Regions from separate parts of the Mus musculus genome. Here regions 1, 3 and 4 are each linked to region 2. Evidence: chromatin contacts called from public Hi-C, HiCAR-type and HiChIP or PLAC-seq data. All regions are on one chromosome and are shown on one strand. Each heading gives the region's core, a stretch centred on a gene start, on an enhancer-like site or on the middle of the called end of the contact. The rest is flanking DNA. Distances are from core to core; before and after follow the strand shown. Region 1 holds the start of 2810013P06Rik (RIKEN cDNA 2810013P06 gene). Region 2 holds the start of Banp (BTG3 associated nuclear protein). Region 3 holds the start of 4933417D19Rik (RIKEN cDNA 4933417D19 gene). Region 4 holds the start of Spg7 (SPG7, paraplegin matrix AAA peptidase subunit).

Region 1 (3,292 bases), core at 412-2,911, 1.1 Mb before region 2:
CTGTTTACCCAGGAAAATAACCAAAAGTTGAAGTGTCCATGGTTACAAGGACAGCTACTCATCACAAAGCTGGAATTTTGAACAGGGGCAGGGCAGTTTTTATCATACCATGTCCTCTAAACTCTGTATTTGCTTCAAATAGGGAAGAAAGGTCACCTCTAAGGTCCCATCACTCCGGGATGTGCAATCCCATGATTTCATAATCTGTGCTCTGTAAAGACTTTGTTTATACAGACAAACAAAACAAAACACCCAAACCCTCTACAGAACTATTTCCAGGAAGGCCAGGGCTCCACAGAGAAAACTTGTCTCAAACAAACAAACAAAACCCCAAAAGTCAAAAACAAAACAAAACAAAGAAGTATAAATATTGATTTTAGTCACTTAGCTTTTCTGGTTCACAAATACACAGATGCTCTTTAAATAGGACAAGGCTGGAAGTTTGACTACTTAAAACTTTTTTTTTGTAGATTTTTTTCTGTGCAGAAGCGTATTTTTTTTCTGTGTATATGTATGTGTACTAGTGCATGTTTGGGGAGCCCCTAGACAATGTTAGATCTTCTAGAACAGGAGTTACAGATGCCGGGAATCGAACCCAGATCCTCTGGAAGAGCAGCCAGTGAGTGCTTTTGACCGACAGGTCATCTCCCCAGGTCCCATTTACTTTAAAAGATTTATATGTAGTCTATATGTGTGAGTACTCTACTCGGGTGTGAGTTCCTGAAAAGTCAGAAGATGTCAAGTCCTCTGAAGGTGGCTGTGAAGCTGTCTGAGGTGGGTGCCGAGAAGGGCAGCACGTGCTCTTAGCCGCCGAGCCATCTCTCCAGCCCTGGTTACTTGTTATTTTATATTTTATTATATTATGAAATTGGCTTTCACTGTGTAGCCCTAGCTGGCCCGGAACTCAGAGATCCAGCCTGCCTCTGCCTAAGTACCGGGATAAAAAGCCTATACCAACATATCAGACTCGTCACAATTACTTTATGCATTTTTCTGAGACAAAGGTTTCATGGAACTCAAATCTTGAACTCGAAATGTTCACAACAATGTACTCTGAGCTCCGGATACGCCTGTCTCGGTCACTACAGCGCTGGGATTCGAATTTTTAGCTCGTTTGCAAACCAAATCACTACTAACGCAAACCATCATTAAACTTTTTCCGCGTTCTGTAAATTCAAACAATCAGGCACATGACGATGCGACTTTGCTGCCTAGCTCTGAGGTTCGTCAACCTTTTTTTTTGTTGTTGTTGTTGTTTCATGAACCATCGCGGTGAAGTTCTGGAGCCGGGGAAGGGAGGCGGCTGAAGCGCGCGCGGTGTCTAAGGAAACCTCCGGGCAGAGTCTGGAGCTCACCACATCCCGGTTGCTAACGTGGCTCACGGGACTCGGAGCGAAGCGCAGTCCAGGAACACCTCCAGGAAAGAGCCGGATCGCGGGTGGGGGCCGAGGCCGCCTTTCTCCTTCGCGGCCATCATCCCGGCTGCCTTTGCTCCTGCAAGAGCCTCCTGCCGGCTAGAGACACACATTCTCGAAGCTCACACAGGCTCACAGGCGACACACGACCTCGCGTCCGCAGCGCAAGGCCAGCCGGTACAAGCCGGCTCCCACCTTCTGGCTCCTTCGACAACAACCTTGTTTCCAGACCGCGGCCTCATCACTTCCGGCACCGAGTAGGGCCAATCGTCGTGTCCCGTGGCAGGGAGGTCAGCCAATCCAGCGGCTTTCTCCGCCTGGGTCTCCTACGCACGGATGCCAATCATTCCCGGACGTCTCCCTAGCGCCGCCCCGTGCCTGTTACGGAAGCCGTCGGGCCGTCTGAGCCCTTTCACCCCGGCATCGCATTTCCTCTCCGACGTGACGTAAGCGGCCCCTGCCGCTCTGCGGGGCGGGCCAATGGCGGTGGCGGATACGGCGAGCCAATGGGCGGGAGGCTCTCATGCGGCCGGCGCCCGCCGCAGCCACCGCTGGGTCCTGGAGCCAGAGGCCGCCCGCGACAGAGCGCGATGGACCGAGGGCCCCAGCCGGGGAGGCGCCGCGGCGGAGTCCGCGGCCAGACGCCCCCGCAGTAGCGTCCGCGCGAGCGCCGCGGCCCCGCGTGAGCTCCTGCACGCCGAGGGCGGGCTTGCATCCCGCCGGCCCCGCACTCGCCGCAGCCTCCAGCCCGCGCGCCGACGCCGCCTTCCCGCCCGGGCCGCGCGGCCCGGGAAACGCGGCCGCGGGCTGCATGGGCAGCGCCCGCGCCCCGCCGCCGTTCCGCCGCGGAGCCGCGTCGCCCTCGGAGCCGGGTGAGAGGCGCCGGGGACCTGGGGGGTGGTGGTCGGGGAGGGCGTCGGGCGTTCCTGCGGCCTTGCGGCCTGCAGGCCTCCTCCGCTGCCCGCCGCCGCGGGTGCCCCGGGGCGGGCCGTGCGCCGCGAGAGGCCGGTCGGTGGGCCGCGGGGGTCCTGCGAGCGACCATGAGGGGCCGAGGGCGGGCTCCGAGGCCGGCCTCGGGGCGTCCCGGGGGTCGGGCGGCCGAGAGAGGCTAAGGAAGGGCTCCGGGGTGGGCTGTGGCGGCCGTGAGGACCGAGGGCGGGCCTTGAGCGAGGGTCGATGGTGCGTTAGTGGGTCCCGGGACGCTGTGAGGACGACGGCGGGCTCCCGGGAGTCCCTGGGGTCCTCAGTGGCGCGGGGCGCCGACCTCTGACCCTCGGGAGGGGCTCCGTCGCCGGGCTGGTGGTAGTTGTTATTCCCAGCGTCCCTATTATTATCGTGTTTTGAAATGGGAGCAGGCGGCCCTCGGGCTGCGAGCCGAGCCGGAGGGGGCGGGCGAGCCGGGGACCTGGAGCTGCGGGGTGCGGAGGCGCGCAGGCCCGAGTGGGGGCAGGAATGCGGGGCGGCGGGGGGCGTCTGGGGGAGGGGAAGGCGGGACTCGGGGGGGAGAGTGGGAGGAAAGCGGTGTAGGCGACGGCTGCAGGAGCAGCCTTTGGCCTCAAGGAACAATGTGAGACGTTGCCTGAAATGTTAATTTCCGTTCCTCATTTCATCATCCCCTGGCAAGGCGGTAGCTGCGAGAGTGTGTGTGCGTGTGTGTGTGTGTGTGTGTGCGTGTGTGTGTGTGCGCGCGCGCGCCCGTGTGTGTGTGTACGTGTGTGCAGGGTTGGCCCTGCCACATGGATCTAGCCCCTTCACAGACGGATGTGCGGTTCAGTTCCTATGTATGTGGCTTGGTGTGGAGTCTCATTTTTTTTCTCAAGGCCTTGTCTTTACCTGGTGCTCCTGTAGGTTTTTCTGTTTTTGTTATGTTTCTGGAA
Region 2 (3,171 bases), core at 59-2,558:
TCTCCTAAGTGCTTGGAATTAAAAGTCCTGCGCCACTGGGGTGAAAGATAAACTGAAGTTCTTTCCTGGAATGAAAATCAAAAAGGAATAGAAAGATAAAGAAACTCAAGTAGTGTGCCCAAATGGGGCGGGGGTGGGGGGGAGGGCGACAAACTCTCTAACGACTTTAAGAAAGGCTCTTGGGACAATCTCCCAGCGCTCGAGGACACGCCTACCGAGCATACCTGCGAAGGGCAGACCTGTTCCAATGCCAAGAAGACCTTAGGCCGGTCCAGGGAGGAAACAGTTACCAGAAAGGAAGTCCTTGGCAGAGGCTCCCTGGGGACTCAAGAAGAAAGCTGACTGAAACACTGCGTCCTGAGCTGACCAGGCGTGCAGCGAAAGAAAGACCTCGGGACCTACCTGCACCCGCCTAAAGCGTCCCCAACCCAGATTAGAAGAAAGGCAGAGAGGAGGTAGAGGGAAGCCGGAGGTTCCACACTATCTCCGAGAAGTTACAATGTCACCAGGAGCAGAGAAACAAAGGCCACCACAAGTAACAAGGAAAAAAAAGAGCCAGGCTGTGCGGGACGGGGACGTGACGCTAGGTGGGGAAGCGAGCACCAGTCTCGGCCCCGATGTCAACAGAGAGCAGAGCAGAGGCGGGCGGACGCGCCAACCAGGGCGAAGTCACCCGGTTACCGGGGCATAGCGCCAACAACGGCCGGGAGATGGGGCCACCTAGGCGGCGGGGCGGCGCGCGGGGCCCGGGCGCAGCGCGCGAGGCTCAGTCCTGAGAGACTTGGGCGGCCGAGCCAGGGCCACAGCGCCCGCGCGCCGAGCCCGTGACAGGAGCGCCGGGCGCGGGCCCGGGAGGCGCCGAGGCCCCGGAGCCGAACGCACGCGAGCACGGCCGCCGGGCCTCGGCCGCTCGCCCGCTCGCTCGCTCGCTTCCCGGGTCCCGCAGCCCCGGCGGGTGGAGGCGCGGAGGCGACGCGCGGACATCCCGCGGCCCGCCGGCCCCCGCCCAGCCCGGCGTGCGGCCCCGTGGCCGTTGGCGACGGTTGGCGGCGGGGCGGGGCGGGGGCGGCCGGAGATCTCGCTCTCGCTCTCGCTCTCGCCCCGCGGGAAGGGGGAGTGGAGGCGCGACCGGCTGCGGGAGCTGCAATTACCGTGTGGGCTGCGGAATTCTCGTGGTGTTTGTCGGGGAGCTGCGATAATGGCGTCCGTCCTCGCGAGAGAAGCAGCCGCTCTGCGCAGGCGCCGCGAGCGCCTCCCCACGGCCTGCGCCCCGCCCTCAGCGCAGGCTCCCTGGGCTCCCGGCTCAAGGGCGGGGCCGGTCGGGAAGGGGGCGGGGCCTGCTCTGGGCGCCTCTGGCGCGCGCTTTCGCCGACGGACTCCAACGAGCATGCGCAGTTGTCCTCCCCTGCTCCGAGAGTTGACTCGCTGGGCCCTTACTTCCCCATCTCACGTCCATGTTACTTGCTAAAGCAGTAAATCCTCCAGTGTTCAATCTGAGGAATGTACGTCCTCTTTGATGGGTGTGAACACACTAACGCTGCCCTGACGACTACAAATCCCAGTGTGCGCTGTGTGTGGCACGATGCGTCCTGGGACTGGTAGTCTCTGCGGCCATGATTTGCCTGCTGGGATTTGTAGTCCATCCGGATTCTGGCTGCCCCATGCCTTCCCTGCCCTGAGGGCTGCTGGGACTTGTAGTGTCAGCGGCTCAAATGGGCTGTACGCTCCCAAACCCGTCCTACCTACTCTACCTGGCATCGGTCTCAGACGTTCCGGGCTCGTTCAGTGGCATTGTCTGGAAAGTTGCCTGACTTCCTTATGGACAAGCTGGTCGTGGGGACACTGTCACTGTGATAGAGATTATATGTGACATGCTTACGTATCATGCAATAGGAGCTATGCAGCATCGATGTGCATTTGTTGCCAGAAATGCCACTAATGGTTCTCTGCACCTGGTCTGTCGTCAGTGTTCCTTTCCAGGCTGTCCCCTTCTGCATGTTCGCAGTGAGCAATCCTACAAACCGGGATTACAGGAGTTATTTTCACTTAGAAAACTAAACAAAACAAAAACCTGTTTCCTGCCCGTTCCCCTGTGCCGATAATAAAGCCATGACTCAGTGCAGCTACCAGCTGGGCAACCTTGGGACAGCCCTTCTAAACCACTGTGCTCTGTCTGGGGTTTGATCCTGTGCCACTTTACCTCAGGATTGTCTTGAAGATTTCAACCTAGAACTGTGCTGTTAAAATGAGACCTGCTGGGCAGTGGTGGCGCACACCTTTAATCCCAGCACTTGGAAGGTAAAGGCAGCCAGATTTCTGAGTTCGAGCCAGCCCAATCTACAGAGTGAGTTCCAGGACAGCCAGAGTTATACAGAGAAGCCCTGTCTCATTTGGGGAAAAAAAAAAAAAAAAAAAAAAAAGCACTGACTGCTCTTCCAGAGGTCCTGAGTTCAAACCCCAGGAACTACATGATGGCTCACAACCATCTGTAATGGGAACCCAATGCCCTCTTCTGGTGTGTCTGAAGACAGTGACAGTGTACCCACATACATGAAATAAATAAATAAATCTTTAAAATAAAAAGAAAGAAAGCTAAGCCCAGAGGAACTACGAGGAACTTGGCCAGAAACTCTTAGAGAGTTGTACTATCTCCTCCCACCGCCCCTCAATTGGGCCCAGATTTTAAAACTGTAGTTGTGAGAGTTCTGAACATGAATGCCTGACCGCACGGAAAAACAGAGTAATGGTGACGTCATCCCCAGCATGTCACCCTAACATCCCCCTTAACCTCCCTTTCACCCCTGGCGTTGCCGTCTCCTCCATCCCAGGACTTCAAATGTATTTAGTGCAACCATCAAGCAGATGAGTGGATGGTGGGGAAAGGGTGGGTTGGCACCAGTAGGCAGCAATGAAGGGCTGAATGAGAGTCCGAGTGCTAATACAGTTTAGATCTCAACCAGAGAGTACACTAATCAGAGCCAGAGTTCAGAACCGGGAGGCTGATGTGTGCGCATGCGTGCAACATGCATGTCCCTCGGCAGCTGCCCACCTTGAATTTTAAACCACAGTCTCTCAATGGGACCTGCAGCTTGCAGGGTAGGTGAGACTGACTGTCCAGTGAGCCCCAGTGATCCACTTGTCTCCGCTTCCCCAGCTCTGGGATCACAAGCC
Region 3 (3,090 bases), core at 482-2,981, 1.3 Mb before region 2:
TTCTCAGGGACTAAGAAATGAAGTGCCAGAGACCAGGAAACAAAGCCTGCAGAGGCAGTCCGAAGGACCTCCCGTTCTATTATTTATAATTATTTTGTTTGCATGCATGTGCATCAAAAACACCAGATGCAGGGGCCAGAAGTGGATGTTGGGAACTGGAGTTAAAGACAAAAAAATGAGCTGCCACGCAGGTGCTCATACCCACTGGGCAGTCCACCACCCCACCCGTTTTAAATTGTACTTAAATACGTGTGTTTGACCTCCTTTGGTCCATGATCTGCCAAGACAGGCCCCGCCTAGCCGGTATTTGGCTATTCTGTGGGTTGGCTTGAGGAGCCAAAGTCCAGCCTGGTTCAGACCGGTTCCGCTAGGCACATCTTGGCGACCAGTGATCATACACCCACTGTGTACTCCCACTCAGACTAGCTGAAAGACTAACTAGTGAATCTGAGAGAACTTCAAAAGGTGAGCTGCAGGGGAGGGCCACGCCCAGCTTCGCCCAGGCCACGCCTACACCTCCACCCTCCTACTTAGCCGAAAGGGCGGCACCCGACTCCAGCCTCGCCCACCAACGTCACGACCAAGGCCAAGGGGCGGGCTTGACTTTCTGCGGAAGAGCGAGGAGAGACCCAGGCCCAAGCGGAGCTCTCTGGAATAGCTGGCGACTAGCAGGTAGCACCGCCGCCCACGGGGACCGTCAGTGGGAGAGGGGCTCTGGCTGCAAGAGGTTCAGCTAGTGGGAGCGGAGCTGTTGATACGAGGACGCTCAGCAAGCGGGGCTGAAGGTGTCCTGGGGAGGGGAGGCTACAAATACTGTGGTCACTGAGCTGTCAGCGTCCACGTCTCAGGGACCATAGATTCCGAGAGTTGGCTAAGCTGCCAAGGTCCCTATTTCCAGGTTGGAGGGAGCCCTGGGCTTGCTGGGTGCGGGGTTGAGAGTCGCACACACAGCTGAGATGACATGGTCTCTAGTTTGACACCTCATCCCGGACCTGATCAGGATGGGCAGCAGCTCACTGTCCGAGGACTATCGCCAGTGCCTGGAGCGCGAGCTGCGGCGCGGCCGCGCGGGCGTTTGCGGCGACCCCTCGCTGCGCGCGGTGCTCTGGCAGATTCTGGTGGAAGACTTTGACCTGCACGGGGCGCTACAGGACGATGCGCTAGCCCTGTTCACTGATGGCCTGTGGGGGCGGGCTGACCTGGCACCGGCCCTCCAAGATCTGGCCCGCGCCTTTGAGCTCCTAGAGCTGGCCGCTGTGCACCTGTACCTGCTGCCCTGGAGAAAGGAGTTCACCACTATCAAGGTATGGCATCAGTGGTGCTCCTTCACTCCCGTCCTTGTCCAGGCTGTTTGAGGGCTGCAGATCCTCTTCAGGGGAGGGTTCTGCGTTGAGGGCTCGTGGGCGTGTTGGGATGCATGCCTACCAGTCATTCACCTAGAACTTATATGGCTGTCCTCAAAGTAGTCTCACTGCCCTAGTTGCCATGGAAATTCTAGGGTAGACGTGGGTGGGTGAGGGAGGTACTTGATGTCCTATGGTCATCCTAACTCCTCTAAGATGTGGACTGGTCCCCATCTGTAAAAGGAGGCTGCTAAGACTGGGAAGAGAACAGCAGATCAGAACAGCAGGGATCTTATTCCTGCCTGGGTCCAGGTTAGGCGGCCAGGTCCAGGGCTGGCCTAGTCCTTAGGTCAGATGGCAGACCACTTAGAGGGGGTAGGGCCGCTCTGAGCTAATTTTGAGTGGGAAGGCAATGACGTCAGAATGCACGTGGGCGAGGTAAACCTCCACCGGTTGTCATGGTAACGTCTCCCCCTCCACACCCCACCAGCCTGCTGCTCCACGGGAATACCTGAGATCTCAGGACTTTCATTCAGTTCTGTCAAGCTAGAAGCCCACCCATCCGCCCCAGAGGACAGAGGCAGCCAGGCGTGGCCTTCACACTGAATAGTTCAGAAATAGTGTTGGGGTGGAGCTGGCAAGGATAGAGCCTCCTAGCTGTGTGGTTTTAGGGAAAAGCCCCTTTTCTCTTAAGTCGAGGTGCAACGCCCTAAGGAGGGTGTTCTGGCCAGTGCTCCTTGTGTGTAGACATCCTCTCCCTAAGGGTGCTATGCACAGAAGTGCTCCAAGGAAGCCTAGAGCTGTTGTAGACGGTCACACTTAGAAAGACCCAAGCTTAAACCCTGGAGCTTTGATTCCATTGGTAGCTTGGATCTAGAAAGCACATTGGACTTTCTGGAATACTACAGTCGTGGGAGGCTACCTGCCAGCGAGGTACAGTGGAATATTCCTGTAGGCTGAGGCAGGAGGATGGTGAGTTTGGGGTCAAGCTGGGCTATACAACAAGGACCTTGTCTCGACCACAATGCTTGCTTAGCATACACAAGGGTTTAGGTTCTCCCTTGGAGGAAAACAATGTCTGACATCCAAGCTCACTCCAGACAGATAGAAACTGTATCAGGGGGTGGACAGGAGCTTCAGAAGTGCACCGAGGTCAAGGCAGGCTCAACCCACATAGGCTACATCTAGGAACCTTTATGGAAGTGCATGTCTGACCAGGACCCTTCCTTACAGACCTTCTCAGGGGGCTATGTGCATGTGCTGAAGGGTGTACTCTCTGAGGAGCTCCTGACTCGAAGCTTCCAGAAGATGGGCTACGTGCGCAGGGACAACCACCGCCTAATGGTGACCACCCCACCCCCTGCCTGCCAGCTGGTGCAGGTGGCCCTAGGTTGCTTTGCTCTTCGGTTGGAGTGTGAGATCCTAAGTGAGGTCCTGACTCAGCTGGGTACAAGCGTACTACCAGCCGAGGAGCTGCTCCGAGCTCGACGGGCTAGTGGGGATGTAGCCTCCTGTGTGGCCTGGCTGCAGCAACGCCTGGCCCAAGATGAGGAGCCACCACCTCTGCCCCCTCGGGGCACACCTGCCACTTATGGGGCCCCAGTGGACCTGTATCAGGACCTGCAGGAAGATGAGAGCTCAGAGGCCAGTCTGTATGGTGAGCCTTCCCCAGGGCTGGACTCGCCTCCTGTGGAGCTGGCTTACAGGCCACCACTCTGGGAGCAGAGTGCCAAACTATGGGGTTCTG
Region 4 (3,283 bases), core at 85-2,584, 1.1 Mb before region 2:
GAGCCCTGCTCACTGCAGCAAGTGCTGTGCTCTCAGACAACATAAAACCTTTTGTTTTTTTGGGTGGGGGGTGGGGGTGAGCAGGGGGCCAGCAGGGTTTCACTAGCTAGTTCTGCCTGACCTCCAACTGGCAGCCCCTGTTTTAGTGCTGAGATTACAGGCATGTAAGACCTGGTTTGTTTGGTTTTGTCCTCTTCCACTATGCTCTTATAGGACTACAGTAAAACCTGTGTCCCTCAGTAATGGACCATGCAATGCATACACACCTGAAAGCGGCCACAGTCTGACTGCATTTGGAACTATATGCTGTTTCAGTAACAATCCGCTAATACCTTCAAAGCTAGGGGTCAGTATTCGCAATAGCAAACTCTGTAAAAAGAGAAAAAGACCGAGGTAACACTAAGACCATATACCACAACAACACAGGCCTAATCAAAGTCCTTGCCTAGCATGCAGAAAGCTATGGATTTGATCCCCAGTACCTCCTTAAAACTGGGTACAGTGGCGCATGCATGTAATCCCAGCACTTGGGAGGGGATGCAGGAGCATCAAAAGTTCAAAGTCATCTTCAACTGTGTATTGAGAATCTCTCCCTCCTCGGTTTCCATCCTAGAACTGCCTCCCAAGAAGGGGAGGGGCCAAGGGAAAGTGTCAATCAACTCCATCAATGAATTTCACTGGACTCAGCCACAAAACAAAACAAAAAAACCGAAGAAACAAAAGTCAATTAACTTTCACCCACAGCCCAGTTTGAGTCTCCAATTCACAATCTTCCTGGCCTCGTCCTACCAGCAAATACTGAAATTGCAAGTGTGCACCACCTATGTGGGCAAAAGGATCGGGAGTCCAAGGGCTGCTCCGAGTACACATGAACGCCTGCCTCCAGACCAGAAAGAAGAGGACGGAAAGGCACGGGTGACCAGGACTCAGTTTGAAGCCGCCAGGGACAGTGATACAGGGCGTCTCTCTCACACACGCCAGGGAGAGACGAACCACCCGAGGCAGATGCTGCCTCCCGTCCCGGGGAGCCCACAGCAGCCATCCTCCTGCGGAAGAGCGAGGTGCAGGCGCACTTCCGGTCGGCGCGGACCGACCCGCCACACCCGCCGCCGCCGGGCTCCGAGCGGGTTACCTGAGGCGCGTGGCCTCCAGCCGCAGCCGGGCCAACCGGAGTCCCGCGGGCCGCGTACGGCCGCCTGGCCCCAGCCCCGGACGAGAGGCCTGGGCCCCTGCCTGAGAGCAGGCCCCACAGCCGTCGGGGCCGGGGCTCCGGGCCGGGGCGGAGCCCGCGAAGCAGCAGCAAGGCGGCCGCCATGGTGCCGAAAGCGGCGCCTGCGCAGTGCGGCTCCGGCCGCCCTAACGGTCAGGTTTTTGAGGGCGGCCTCCCTTTGCGCTTGCGCGGGGTTGAAGGTCGCGCGCTCCTGGCGACGCCTGCGCGGTCCGAACCGTCTGGTATCCGCAAGGTTAGCTGCGAAACCTCGAGAGTCAGCAGGGTGCGCAGCGCGAAAGCTAGCAGCCCGCAGCCTGCGGGTTCACGTAGAGACAGGCTACGGTTACCCGGTATTTTTCTCTCTTGTGTTTTATTAACAGTCCAAGTTGCGGTTTCCAGTACTTGGCAAGTGGATACACGATTCGCTTTTCACGTTATCTCTTTCTTTGGGGTGCGATTTGGTGGTTCCTGTTGGCCACTTCCGTCCTTCCTGTACGTATTTATTTTGTTGTTTCTCTGTGTGGTGCTAGCTGTCCTCTCGCTGTAGACCAGACTGACCTCGAACTCGGAGATCCACCTGCCTCTTGGTTTTGGTTATTTGTTTTTTTAAATACAGTATCGCTGTGCAACAGTCTGGCTTCAAACTCAAGCTCCGTCTCCTGTGTGCCGGCCTGACAAGAATGAACCAGTTTTTCTGAACATCAGAGATCCGGGGGATGCCCCTGGCTGGCTACAGAATCAACTTAGAGCCAGTGGTGTGTGAGACCACAGGGCAGCAGCTACATACAGAGTAGGAAAACGGTGCCCTCAATCTTAGAGAGGGAGGGAGGGGGGCTCCTAAAGTCGGAACTGGAGGGGCTGGAGAGATGGCTCAGCTGTTAAGAGCACTGGCTGCTCTTCCAGAGGATCCAGGTTCAATTCCCAGCACCCACATGGCAGCTCATGACCATCTGTAACTCCAGTTCCAGGGGATTCGACAACCTCCCACAGACATACATGCAAGCAAAACACCAGTGCACATTAAATAAAACATTTAAAGTGGTGATTGGACCCGTGTCCTCTGGAAGAGCAGACAGTGCTCTTAACCACTGAGCCATCTTTCCAGACCCCTCCCCCCCTTATAGCCATTAGTGGTCTACTACCCATTTCTCCAACTCCCTTAGCATCAGGCAACCACTAGCATTCTTTGTTCCTGTGGACTGTGTTTATGACCAAATTAAGAGCCCCCTTAATTATACTCACTGCCCCTGAGGAGCACCCGTCATCCCGAGCTTCATACCATTTGGCTTTGACAGTTCATTTGTGCAGAGACAGAAGGGAGAGCTTGCTGTCCCACCCATGGACAGCTGCAATCCCAGGCCTGGGCAGGGCCACTGAAGCTCTGAGTCCTGCTAGTCCATGCCAGGCTGGTGCCTGGTAGTCTAACTGCAGAAAGCCCCCAAAGCAGTCTCGGTGCCTTTCCTTCCACTCCATGTCTTTCTGTACTCTCCAAGTCCCTTAACACTAAATAATTCAAACAATAAGCCTTCTCGGTGCTGACTGGTGCCTGGCTTCATGTCAAGCAAACTCTCTGAAGTAAATAAATAAATAAAAATTATCTTACTATGTAGTCCTAGCCAGTCTCAAACTCACAAGAGATCTCCCTGCCCCTGCCCCCTCAGGGCTGGATCAAAGGCATGCACACACCGTGCCACGCAGAAGTGAAAGTTTAAATCATTTAATTGTATGGGCTGAGTGTTTTACCTGCTTATATGTAAGTGTATATGTGCCAGCCTGGTGCCCTCAGAGGTCTGAACGTGACATTGAATGCCCTGGAACTGGAATTTTAGGTGATTGTGAACCCCCGGGTGGTGCTGGGGATCAATCTGGGTCCTCCAAAAAAGCAACACGCGTCCATCTCTCCCGCTCCGTAAATATTTTAGTTCATTTCTATACGTGTGGATGTTTTGCCTGCATGCAAGGCACCTAGTGTGTGCCTGGTGCTTAGGGAGGCTAGAAGAGGGCATCAGATCCCCTGGCACTGGAGTTACAGATGGTTGCGAGATGCCATGTGGGTGCTGGGAATTAAACCCA

Evidence for each region. Hi-C and Micro-C count contacts between places; a contact is called where the count stands out from the background. HiCAR-type assays count read pairs that join an accessible place to other places. HiChIP or PLAC-seq counts read pairs in DNA pulled down with a chosen protein or histone mark.
Region 1: a Hi-C map of embryonic stem cells shows a contact between it and region 2, with 7 times the contacts expected there. The contact joins the promoter of 2810013P06Rik here to the promoter of Banp in region 2. A contact is called at or near these places in 1 of 39 promoter capture datasets (embryonic stem cells) and 2 of 484 Hi-C or Micro-C datasets (both in embryonic stem cells).
Region 3: a HiCAR-type map of astrocytes shows a contact between it and region 2, with 2.3 times the contacts expected there. The contact joins the promoter of 4933417D19Rik here to the promoter of Banp in region 2. A contact is called at or near these places in 5 of 39 promoter capture datasets (the C10 cell line, erythroid cells, fetal liver and 2 more), 1 of 115 datasets of contacts at active chromatin or transcription factors (astrocytes) and 1 of 9 other capture datasets (adipose tissue).
Region 4: a FOXA1 HiChIP or PLAC-seq map of pancreatic cancer cells shows a contact between it and region 2. The contact joins the promoter of Spg7 here to the promoter of Banp in region 2. A contact is called at or near these places in 1 of 39 promoter capture datasets (embryonic stem cells) and 1 of 115 datasets of contacts at active chromatin or transcription factors (pancreatic cancer cells).

Annotation. Positions count from the first base shown.
Region 1 is chr8:123,040,944-123,044,235 of GRCm38.p6, reverse strand. It overlaps 2810013P06Rik (RIKEN cDNA 2810013P06 gene), which reads right to left and starts at 1,661. Exons shown (of 1, transcript NR_045268.1): 1 at 1-1,661. Ankrd11 (ankyrin repeat domain 11) reads left to right here and starts at 1,952. Exons shown (of 13, transcript NM_001081379.2): 1 at 1,952-2,287.
Region 2 is chr8:121,948,629-121,951,799 of GRCm38.p6, reverse strand. Banp (BTG3 associated nuclear protein) reads right to left here and starts at 1,308. Exons shown (of 14, transcript NM_016812.4): 1 at 1,152-1,308. Gm27011 (predicted gene, 27011) reads left to right here and starts at 1,155. Exons shown (of 1, transcript NR_169031.1): 1 at 1,155-2,122.
Region 3 is chr8:123,233,732-123,236,821 of GRCm38.p6, reverse strand. It overlaps 4933417D19Rik (RIKEN cDNA 4933417D19 gene), which reads right to left and starts at 1,731. Exons shown (of 3, transcript NR_045849.1): 1 at 1,269-1,731. Spata2l (spermatogenesis associated 2-like) reads left to right here and starts at 564. Exons shown (of 3, transcript NM_030176.3): 1 at 564-672; 2 at 973-1,304; 3 at 2,577-3,090. The coding sequence starts at 1,002.
Region 4 is chr8:123,063,559-123,066,841 of GRCm38.p6, reverse strand. It overlaps Spg7 (SPG7, paraplegin matrix AAA peptidase subunit), which reads right to left and starts at 1,334. Exons shown (of 17, transcript NM_153176.5): 1 at 1,133-1,334; 2 at 267-369. The coding sequence starts at 1,315.